Linked DNA regions of Mus musculus: regions 2 and 3 are each linked to region 1. The links are chromatin contacts, called in public Hi-C maps. All regions are on one chromosome and are shown on one strand. Each heading gives the region's core, a stretch centred on a gene start, on an enhancer-like site or on the middle of the called end of the contact. The rest is flanking DNA. Distances are from core to core; before and after follow the strand shown.

Evidence for each region. A called contact is a pair of places that touch in the nucleus more often than the background predicts.
Region 2: a Hi-C map of uterus shows a contact between it and region 1, with 3 times the contacts expected there. The contact joins two enhancer-like sites. A contact is called at or near these places in 2 of 484 Hi-C or Micro-C datasets (Sertoli cells and uterus) and 3 of 115 datasets of contacts at active chromatin or transcription factors (embryonic stem cells, fibro-adipogenic progenitors and trophoblast stem cells).
Region 3: a contact with region 1 is called in a Hi-C map of muscle stem cells, with 1.6 times the contacts expected there. The contact joins two enhancer-like sites. A contact is called at or near these places in 4 of 484 Hi-C or Micro-C datasets (CD8 T cells, embryonic stem cells, liver and 1 more) and 2 of 115 datasets of contacts at active chromatin or transcription factors (astrocytes and regulatory T cells).

The regions. Positions count from the first base shown.
Region 1 is chr2:73,045,147-73,048,764 of GRCm38.p6, reverse strand. No RefSeq gene overlaps it. Among named protein-coding and RNA genes, the nearest start is that of Gm39850, 38 kb to the right of the region's middle. Within about 2 kb of position 1,579, at least 101 of the 459 cell types and tissues checked have an H3K27ac peak or open chromatin away from gene starts, as enhancers often do. A contact at or near this core is called in embryonic stem cells, fibro-adipogenic progenitors, muscle stem cells and 1 more, where this site is marked.
Region 2 is chr2:72,836,213-72,839,830 of GRCm38.p6, reverse strand. The region is part of intron 1 of Gm39849 (a long non-coding RNA gene); the gene reads left to right. Among named protein-coding and RNA genes, the nearest start is that of Gm39849, 24 kb to the left of the region's middle. Within about 2 kb of position 1,535, at least 81 of the 459 cell types and tissues checked have an H3K27ac peak or open chromatin away from gene starts, as enhancers often do. A contact at or near this core is called in embryonic stem cells, fibro-adipogenic progenitors and uterus, where this site is marked.
Region 3 is chr2:72,870,111-72,873,728 of GRCm38.p6, reverse strand. No RefSeq gene overlaps it. Among named protein-coding and RNA genes, the nearest start is that of Gm39849, 10 kb to the right of the region's middle. Within about 2 kb of position 1,703, at least 34 of the 459 cell types and tissues checked have an H3K27ac peak or open chromatin away from gene starts, as enhancers often do. A contact at or near this core is called in muscle stem cells, where this site is marked.

The DNA of each region.
Region 1 (3,618 bases), core at 330-2,829:
AAGGGTTTGTTTTTAGATCATAAGTCCAGGTTACAGTCCATCGTAGCAGGAAGTCAAGGTGAAAACACAGAGTCAAGATTGTGACCAGCGGGGCTGGAGAGATGGCTCAGCGGTTAAGAGCACTGACTGCTCTTCCGAAGGCCCTGAGTTCAAATCCCAGCAACCACATGGTGGTTCACAACCATCCGTAATGAGATCTGACTCCCTATTCTGGAGTATCTGAAGACAGCTACAGTGTAACTACAAATAAATAAATATTAAAAAAAAAAAAAGATTGTGACCAGCAGAGAGAAACAAAAGCAGGAATGTTTCTTGTTCGCTTAGCTTAGCTACTAGCTTCTAGTTACTTATTTTTCTGAAGATTTTTATTTTATTTTATTTTATTTTATTTTATTTTATTTTATGAGATAAGGTCTTGCTATATAGTCTTGGTTGGCTGGAAAATAGCCTCCCAGACAAAGCTAGCCTCTAATTCACAGAGATCTTGTATCAGCCCAGAAGAGGACCAGCCCTGTGTGTGACCTTCTCTGCAGCGGGACAGGTGTTCACAGGCATACTTTTCCATTTCCCTCTGAAAGTGGACCATGTGTTCAGCTTGTCATGGTCCCGACGTCCCCCCTCCTCCCATGTTGGAAATGACCATCTAAAGAGTTGCATTTCTGTAGAAGATACAGAACCTAAACTTTGTCCCCTTTACTGTATTCAGGCTGAAACATGCCCCTGGAGTCCCTGGCCCAGAACTAGCAATGCTAGTGAGCCCCTGCTCCCTGGGGGTGGAGGTGGGGGAATGGGAGGGGGAGAGAGAGAGAGAGAGAGAGAGAGAGAGAGAGACAGAGAGAGAGACAGAGACAGAGACAGAGAGAGAGAGAGAGAGAGAGAGAGAGCTTAGGGTGGACAGCTGAGTTCTTGGGCTCCTTTCCATAGCTGGGTAGGTCTCCGTCTTGTGTCTGTGTGGAAACTTGTTCCTGAGGATCAATCACATTAAGGGGGATGGTCCCCTTTAATGACCCACTTAGTCTTTGGCTCTGGTCCTCGCTTGATGGGCGTTGGTGGCAGCGACACCGGAAAGCTGTGCTCTTGGGAAGATATCCCGGGGGACCCTAAGATGCTGGCCGCAGGAAGGTGTGGGGATGCTGGGAATGTTCTGCTGGGCTGGCTTCCACGTGGAGCCTGCAGATCTTGGCAACTGGCGATCTGGCCTGCATCTGATGACTTTTATCAGCAAGGCATTCAGAAAATTTCTCCACCAGAGAACATGTTGACCCTCTGAAGATGGGAATGCGGCGCGGGTTGCCTGTTTGAAGACATTCTGGGTTTTGAGGAGACCCCAGATAAGCCTCAGAACGCGAGCCAAGCAGGCGGAGAAGCAGCTCCTCTGCCGAGTCTCCGAATCTTCCACAGCCTTCCATTTTACGTGTTTACCAATTCCGAAAGCAGATCCAGCTGTTGGGAGGAATTGCTTCCAGATGACATTATGGGAAAGGAAAACACGTATTATAAAAGAGCTGCAGAATAAAAACCAGAACATGTACACTCTGCGGGCCAAGGTTTCATATGGACTGTTTCCTGGTATTGCGCAATAGGCCAGCTCCAGGGAGATGTTGTAAGAGCGGTGAGAATAGGCAGGCTCCTGTAGTTAGGCCAGAGTGCCGCTGGACTTGGCCCAATTTGGTGGTGGGGTGAGATGGGCTCGCTTGACCCTGTTGGGCTGTCACCCTGTTCTCAAACCTCGCTTCCCACCTTCGCTGAGATTCCTAAGAAAGCCCTAAAAAAAAAAAAAGTCAGTGTGCAGAATCACCATTGAAAAGCAAGGATATTTTGCCTCTGAAAATGGGAGGCGTGTCTTCGTCCCCCTTCCCCCAGCACAGAATCTGCTGCGCTGGCTTTCTTAAAGATTTTAGAAGCTCCCTAACGAGCTGGAATTAAAGTGTCCCTTTTACTAATTTCGTTTTACAGGTCACTGGATAAACCTTCTTAGAGTGGTTTGGAAGAGGATTAGGACGGTTGTGCCTCTTCCAAGTTGACTTTCCAGGCAGGGTCAGTCAGCAGCTGGAGGCTCCACTGGCCTGCGGCCAGAGCTCCAAGAAGCTGCAAGTTTTTAAGGCCTAGTGAGCACAATGGGGCTGGTCGATCGTTTTAAAATGGAAATGCTTAAATGTAGGACACCCCCTCTCAAATGTGCGGATCCAGAGAGACCTCAGAAAGCCCAGCATCCCAGTTCCTAAGGAGAATAGAAACCACCATAACCAGATAGTTACTTTTGCTGCCTCAACCTTGAACAGTGGTCTTAACCCTTAGTGGGGTAAAGTGAGCTTTAGAAGTGATCCAATTATCTTAAAAATGGAGACAGGGACTCAGACAGGCACTGTAACCATTAGCATAGGTGCTCTGTATGTAGCAATGGAAGCCAGCCAGCAGTTAAGAGGACTGGTGGCCCTTGCAGAGTATCACAGGTTTGGTTCTCAGCACCAGCATGGCAACTCACAACTGTCCATAGCTCCAATTCCAGGGGATCTGATGACCTGTCCTGACCTCCCCAGGCACCAAGCAGCCTTGCGCATGGTGCTCAGACATTCGTGCAAGCAAAACACACAAAATAAATGAGTTTAAAAATACATTTTTTAAAAAGTTAAAATGAGGTGGGGCAGTGGTGGCACATGCTTTTAATTCTAGCACTTGGGAGGCAGAGGCAGGTGGATTTCTGAGTTTGAGGCCAGCCTGGTCTACAGAGTGAGTTCCAGGACAACCAAGGCTACACAGAGAAACCCTGTCTCAAAAAAAAAAGTTAAAATGAAATAAAAAAGGAAGGGAGGAAGGAAGGAAGGAAGGAAGGAAGGAAGGAAGGAAGGAAGGAAGGAAGGAAGGAAGGAAGGAAGGAAGGAAGGAAGAAAGAGAGAGAGAGAAATTGAAGCCAGGCATGGTTGTGCATGCTTGTAATCCCAGCACCAGAGAGTGAGGCAGGAGAACCAGTCGTGTGAGTTCATCTGGGGTTACATGACATGACTCCATCCAAAAAACGTTTCCATTCTCACTAGTCACATTTCACGTGCCACATGCAGCTAGTGACAACTGTATGAGACAACATAAATTCAAGGCTCTCTCTATTTCACAGCTATTTATACCATGCCGAGACAGTGAACAAAGTTTTCAGTATCTCTGCCTCCTGAGGTTTATGTCCTCTGGAAGAAGAAAAAAAATGAAAGCTGAGTAGACCAGAACACTAGCAAAAGCACTAGCCATCGTAATAGTAAGGTGCTTTTGCTAATAATTATGGTCCAGGCTGGGAACTAATGACAAGCTCCAAGTAATTAAGATGTTCATAATGGGGGGAATCACCAACAACAGCAATCAAGGAGAGCATCAAGGAGTGGTGCTGTGCCCAGTTGTTCTCCAGCCCTGACAGGGCAAAAGCCGGGACAGTTAGAGCTGCTGGGACAAAGCTGACCCTCGGGACTATGGTTTCCATTAGAGACATGCTCACCTAGGGGCATGCTGATGGATAAGGGTCCTACAGACTCCATGGCTATTCTCATCCCTTCCCAATGCTCCTGTTCCTGCCAAGCCCCAGGGGAGCCAGAAGCAGGGTGAAGCATAGTGAACCCAGAGGGACAGAGGATG
Region 2 (3,618 bases), core at 286-2,785, 210 kb after region 1:
CTGAATTGCTCTGCTTGGCCTCAAACTAACTCTAGCAATCTGCTCTAATCTTCTGGTTCCTTCTCATTCTCTGGCTCCTTCTGTCACTGCAACCTATCTCTATAACTAGCCCAGTAAAATGCTCTCCTCCCCCCCCCCCACACACACACCGCACTGCTCTCTCTCTCTCTGTTTTTTTCTTTTTCTTAAAAAAAAAGTATTTTTATTTCATTTATATGAGTGTTTGCTTGCTTGGTGGTGCCCACAGGGGCCAGAAGACAGTATGAGATCCTCTAGAACAGGAGTTATAGGTGGGTGTTGGGAATCAAATCCTGGTCCTCTGGAAGAACAGCCAGTACATTTACATGCAGAACCACCTGCCCATGCCCACTCCAAATTTCATGCCACATTCCCATGCTTTACTCCTAATGAATTCTGTAACATTCAGTACAGCTCGCACAATTTACTGTAGCTACACAAAGCAACACCAAAAATTTGCACGGCTCTCTTAAGCAGCCTCCCTTTCCTCTCCTTGTGAGAGTTGGGCACGTCCTATTCTGTCAAATCTTTCTCTGGTTTGTCACTTTGCCTGCCACTCAATTGTACATCACTTTCAAACATGAGTGCTTCCTTCTACAAACTAACTTTACTTTCATTGTTTGGGATTAAAGGTGTGTGCTAAGGCTGAGCCACATCATAACTAGAAACAGCTATTTTTTTTTTTTCTGTAAAAAACAATGTTGGGGTTCACCTTGTGATCAAATATCCTGCAACAGGTTAGAATCCATGATGGTGGAGCAAAGACATAGTGGCAAGTTCACACCTTGATCCCCAGGGAGAGAACTCAGGGAATGCCCTGAGTGTTTTGAAACCTTGAAGCCTGTCCCAGTAACACACCTCCTCCAACCTGGCTAAACTTCCTAATCCTTCCCAAATAGGCCCACCAATAGAGACTAAGTATTTAAATGTATGAATGGCTGGAGGTAATTCTCAGTCAAACTATCCTCCCCCACCCCCACCCCCGTTGTCAATCAAGGAGCAAGACATGAAAGGCACACATGAACCTGGCCTGAGTTACAATACCAGAGAGTAGTGGAACTGGGACCACCTTAATGCAGTTAGTGCCAAACCAGGTCCTTAACTGTTGCACTGTTACACACAGCCCAGCATTGTTGTTTAGGTTTTGATACATGCTAAAGAAAACCATTGTAAGCTTGGACACGGTTCAAAGCTGTTCAACCCAGCTTTACATTTTCTTCAAGGTAGAACACGGTTGTTTGCCTTGGAGTCAAAGAAGGCGTGGTCTGGGTTCTTTAAGATTGAGTGCTTTAAGTCCTTGTCACAGTGACAGGAATTACAACAGGGAAACTCTGAGCTCAGAGAGAGAGAGAGAGAGAGAGAGAGAGAGAGAGAGAGATTTTATTACCCCTAAGAAGTTGTTCAATTCTAAGTGTGGGTGGGATAACTATTTTTAATGACTCATTCCTTCACCCCAAGTGATGTCACTTGTTTGACCTTGTTTACACAGTCTAAGAAGGTCATTCACAGGTCAGCCAATCCTGGCCTGCCACATCCTCAGACAATGAGACTGTGATGGTGAGAGTCGGGGTTTCCCCAGTTATTATCTGGCTTGCTAAATTTGCATTGGTTCTTCCCACTTTTGCCCACAGCACCTCACGTTTCCTGCAAACATAGGCGACTTGGTATGTTTTTCCTCCATGCTAAGCAAAAGCCATGAAGTATGGATTTTCCTTCAGTGACTGCACTAGAGAAACTTCCCTTAAGGGTTCAAGTGAAGCTGGTGGAAGTATTATCCAGTCTATCATCTTCCTGGAAAGGTCTCCACTGATTTTTATTAGACACACGGGCTGAATTCCTTCAGGCATGCTTTTTATTCTGGTCACAAGATTGGATTTGTTTAGTGTTTGATTTTCACGGTCTTTAAAGCATTTGCACGGTAGCAATGGGAAGGTGTGTGAAACCTGACAAAGCATCAGTCTTCACAACGCTGGGATCTACCTGCACCCAGGATTAAGTCTACCTGACCAGGCTAATCAGAGTCTTGGTTGTAACTGCTAAAGTTAAAAAAAAAACAACAGAAAAACTATGTATCTCCCCTCCCCTGAAGGCTCCCCCACCCCCACCCCTCTTTCTGGTTTCCTGACCTCTGTGGGTATTCCAAATGAAATGTATGTGTCTAAAGCGTCAAAGCTAACACCTACAAATGAAAGAAAGCAAGGGACACTTGGCAGGGATACTTAACTCAGAATGATTGTTTCCAGCTGTATCCTTTACCTGTGAGCTTCGAAATTTCATCTTTCTTAATAGCTGAAAAATATTCCAGTGTGTAAATACGCCACATTTTCATTATTCATTCATTGAGACTGTAAGAGCCAGAAGTGGCAGATGAATACAAGGTAACAGTATGGGCAGCTGCACATATGACAGTGACACAATGTTGCTCCTGTTGTGTCTGGAAGACAGTTTTCTTGGAGCCATCCTCCACCTCTGGCTCTTCCAATCTTCCTGCCTCCTTCTCCGCATAGAGTTCTGAGCATCATAGGCAAGTAATTGCAGTGACAATCCCCAGACGACTAAATGCGATGTGAGTCCTGCTTGTCCCCCATAATGCTGTGAAAATGATGAGTTACTGAGTAGAGCACTTGGAGAGACTTGTCATTTCAGTTAATTAGCTACTCACTTTAAAATCAGTTCTTTGAGAAGTTGCATACAATGGGTTTTGATCAGATTCACTTCCCCAGTGACTCCTCCCAAGTTATCCTTACCAAACCAGCTTTGTGTTCTCTTCTCTCCCATTCACCCCATCCAGTTTGTGCTGCCTTTGTTTTCTTAGACACATGCCCTTCCAATGAAGCATGGTTGGCTTATCATAAGCAAGAGACTTTTTCTTTTTATTTACTGCTGAATTCTTCCATATCTTTTTTAATTTATTTTTTCTCATACAATATATTTTGATCGTGTCTTCCTCTCTCCTAGTCCTAGATCTCCCTACCTCCTTACCCATCCACTGAACTTCATGTTCTCTTTCTCCCTCTCTCACAAAACAAATAAAACAGAAATGAAAGTCAAAAACAAGCAAGCAAGCAAACAAACAAACAAACAAACAAAAAAACCAAAAAAACAAAAACACCTTATATAACAAAAACTGTCAAATCGAAACAAAAAGTCTGCAACAAAACAAAAATGGAGGGTTTTTTGTTTGTTTCGCTTGTTTGCTTGTTTGCTTGCTTGGTTTAGACAGGGTCTCTCTACATAGCCTTGGGTGTTCTGGAACTCACTGTATACACCAGGCTGGCCTTGAACTCACAGAGATCTGCCTGCCTCTGCCTCCCAAATGCTGGGATCAAAGACATGCGCCATGATGCCCAGCCTATCACCACTTTGATTCTCCTCCCGTGGAATCAGATCTTGGGCTGGGCTCTACGTACTCACGTTTACACTCCTTCACTCTGTATCGGTTCCAGTTCTGTTATTTTTCATGGAATAAAGCTGAATCCAATCTATTCTCTAAATATTTATTGGGCATCTAGTGAAAGCCGTTGTGGAGAACTAAAAATGGCTTCAAATATTTTAATTTTTTTTTCCATTGAGACACCTCTTTGCTGTTGAATATAGGGT
Region 3 (3,618 bases), core at 454-2,953, 180 kb after region 1:
TTAGTTTTGTTTGTCAATGTTAGCGGACTGACGGCCCTACAGAAAGTGGGTAAAGCATCTCCCGAGATGGATAAGAGAGGGGGTTTCATGTGACAATGGGAATGTAGGCAGTGAAGTGAGGTCAGAAGATGTACCCTGAATGGGGCCGCACCATCCAGATATCAGGGGACCTGGAGAGAATGACAGCTGAGAAGGGACCCAGCGCAGGTCTGCTGTTAATGCACAGACATAACAACCAAGTTCTTCAACCTCTGAATAAGGCTGTGCGGGTGGCTCACCAGGGTCTTCCATGCCTTCTGCCTCCAGCGGGGCTTATACATTTTTGCCTCCTCTTGTTTGGGATTTCTGGCTTCTTCCACTGAGCAGTCACTAGTTTTTCTGGCTCTTCTCCAGCCTACAGACAGCTATTGTGGGACATCCTCAGCTTCTCATCATGTGGCCAACCTGGTAAGTCCCATCTTAGGGTGGAGTCTATTGGTTCTGCTCCTCTGGAGAATCCTGTATGAATGCAGGGACAGTGGTCATCTTTCCTTTATGGTGAAGGCCAGGCAAGCAAGGATGCAGGAAAAATAAGTTCCCCTAAACTGATCTTTCAGTGTAACAGCAAAATGTAATTCTGTGTATTAACAGGCCCAAGAGCATCACTATGTTACTTACATGTCTAAGGTCATCTCCAAATATGAAGAAAAGGTTAAGCTACATTATTGATACTCACATATTTAAAAGTAAATATTACCAAAAAATGACAAAAATCAAGATTTACGAGATAGCTACTTGGACTATAAATATATACACTTTTAATCATGGCACTTATGTGCTTATGTTTATGCATATGCTTATTTCATGGGAATACATCATTTGATGTCAATATGTAGATATTTTGTCATTATATTTAAAACACATCCTTTCAACAATATAGCTGGGGAGTGAAAATTTCCATGGCTGAATGGTATCAGGAAGGAATGACATTAGTCAGGCCAAATTATGGCCAAATTTCTCCTAAATAATTCTGTGATGAATTTTGCTCAGTGTTATAAGAGTCACCCCCCACCTCTGGCAGGTGCAACCTCCCAGAGAGGATGAAGGCTTAAGGATGGATGGTACAGGTCTGACCTCCATAGCTAAGAAATGCCCAAGGTTGGCCCATATGACATCATGCCAAGCTTGGCTTGTATGACATCATGTCAAGCACCAATCACATCCAGGTTTGGTAGCAGATACTTGATGGCAGGCAAGCTGTCTCTGCAATAACAGCATTGCTCCTGTTTTCCTCCATGACCAAAGTATTACTGACACTAGGCCACTCCATGAGGACTCTTTTGAGGGGAGGGGATATATAGGTATTAGTGCTGGGTTGGTACAAAATAGGATGCTTTTTCTCCTGATCCCTACGGGGAAAAAGGTGAACCACTAAGCAGCCATTCTACCCTTCAAATATGAGGCAAAACCTGGAGCAATAATTCTCAAGAAATTGTTACCCCACGGTATTCCAGGGTGGTGGCTGTCTATTTTGTGAGCACCCCAGAACCTTGCCCAGGCTTTAGACTTGAACGTCATGCTAACTGGTTGGCTTCTTTCCCCACTGGCTGAATTTTAGCCTCTTAAAGCCAAACCACATAAAACCCTCCGTTGTGTGGGTCCAGTGGGTGAACCCAATGTGGAAAAGCCTCTACTCTGCCAGCTGGGGCGAAGGGCTTGGGCCACAGCCACTAGTGACTCATCGGGTCACTTTCCCTCTTTCCCTTCTACTGGGCATGAACCCAGTAGCCCAAAACAGGGCCTATGAAGCTGTCACAGTCTGCTGTGTCAGTGACTCCAAGATCCTTTGGACTGGGACCATTGAAATGATAGACTGTGGCCATCATTCCTGAAAAACGCCCATGTAATGCCTGCTCAGGGAGCACTTCATTTACATGCCAAGCTCCTGCAATTGTGGGTGAAAATTAAGAATTGCTCTTATATAGGAGTTCTGCTTCCATTTAAGTGAGTTCCTTGTACCATACAGATGGGCCTGTGCGCTCATTTCTAAACCATGTGCAGTGTGACTTATCATGGAACCACAGTGCACTTTTTAAAAAGAACAGACTTAGTTCTGACTGTAAGAATGCTAATGCCAGGCGAAGACTGAAGCTGGAGCTGTCAATCAGACCGCTGTGCTTTATCTTGATTTGGTAAGCTCAGAGATGATCTATGAATACTTTCTGGTTTATGTGCCATTGAGCTGAAGCATAGGCGTTGGTGATAAGCATATACATAAATACATACACATATGTATAACCCAAAGACTCAAAACAAAAAGCCAGAAAAGACTAGCAATGGCCTAGGAGATCTCATTACAATGAAATGGTAAAACACAGGGAAATTCTTTTTAAGATTAATGTTCTCGCTGGGTGTGATGACACATGCCTTTAAATCTTAGCAGAAAAAGGCAGAACCCTGAGTTCGAGACCAGCTTGGTCTACCAAAGCAAATTCCAGGACAGCCGGGGCTGCACAGAGAAACTGTCTGAAACAAACAGCAGAGCAGAGCAGAGCAGAGCAGAGCAGAGCAGAGCAGAGCAGAGCAGAGCAGAGCAAAACAACAAAATACCCTCCCCCCAATTAAAGTTCTGATATATTGAAGAAATGACTGGAGAATACAACATTCTTCCTTTACATATTCCACTCATGGTCAGTACAAAAGGATAGAGTGAGAATCTAAAAGTTACTGCTACAAGGATAATATTAGTCCCTTTTCTTCTTTAGGCATGGTCTCATGTAGCGCAGGCTGGCCTTGAACTCTGGATCCTTCTTCTTTTACCTCCCAGAGCGCTGGAATTTCACAAGAGAGCCATGACATACAGCGTTAGGCATTTCTATTTCAGTGGGGTGTAAAGTTAGCTACCTTACACATGGGATTTTTAGACTGTTTATCTTTTAGTTGGGATAAGAAATGAAATAATTGTTTTGGGAAGGAAGCATACAGATTCAAGTTGCAGGGTGAACCGAGTCTTCAAAATCTGGAATGGAGATACCGTTCTGCAACTGCGCAGATGGCATCGTTTAAAAAATCAGAAAGTCTTCCACGTGCTAGAGAGGCGGCTCAAGGGTTAAGGGGGCTTGTTCTTGTAGAAGACCTGGGTTTGACTCCAGCACCCACATGTTGGGTCACACTGTCCAAACCTTAGTTACAGGATGCGTGTAAAACAGAAATCTATTTGAGCAAGTCATTCATACATACAATACCAAAATGTAAACAAAAGGATTTCTGTGAGAGAAAGTATTTTCATGTAAAAAGTTGGCTTATCTGTGGTTTGGGATGCACAAGATAGAGATAGGTGGATTCTAAAGTTGGAGTAATATTATGAGAGCGATAATTTATGAGAGGGGCGTGGTTGGCAATGATTTAGTATGTCTTGTAGGGCCTCTGTGCAAAAGGAAGCCTTAGTTCCACACCTCTGGTTTTGAAATGCGTTTCCCCTCAGTAATTATGAAGCTAGAAGTGACTCTCTGCACTTGGTTCGCAGAGCATTTTTCTGCTCACAGTGTTGCCTGAATGCAACACCCTGGGATTTGAATGAGTTGGGTGAGTGTTTTATTTCTGCTCCACACATCCTGAGATAGTGCGTGTAAATGGGTC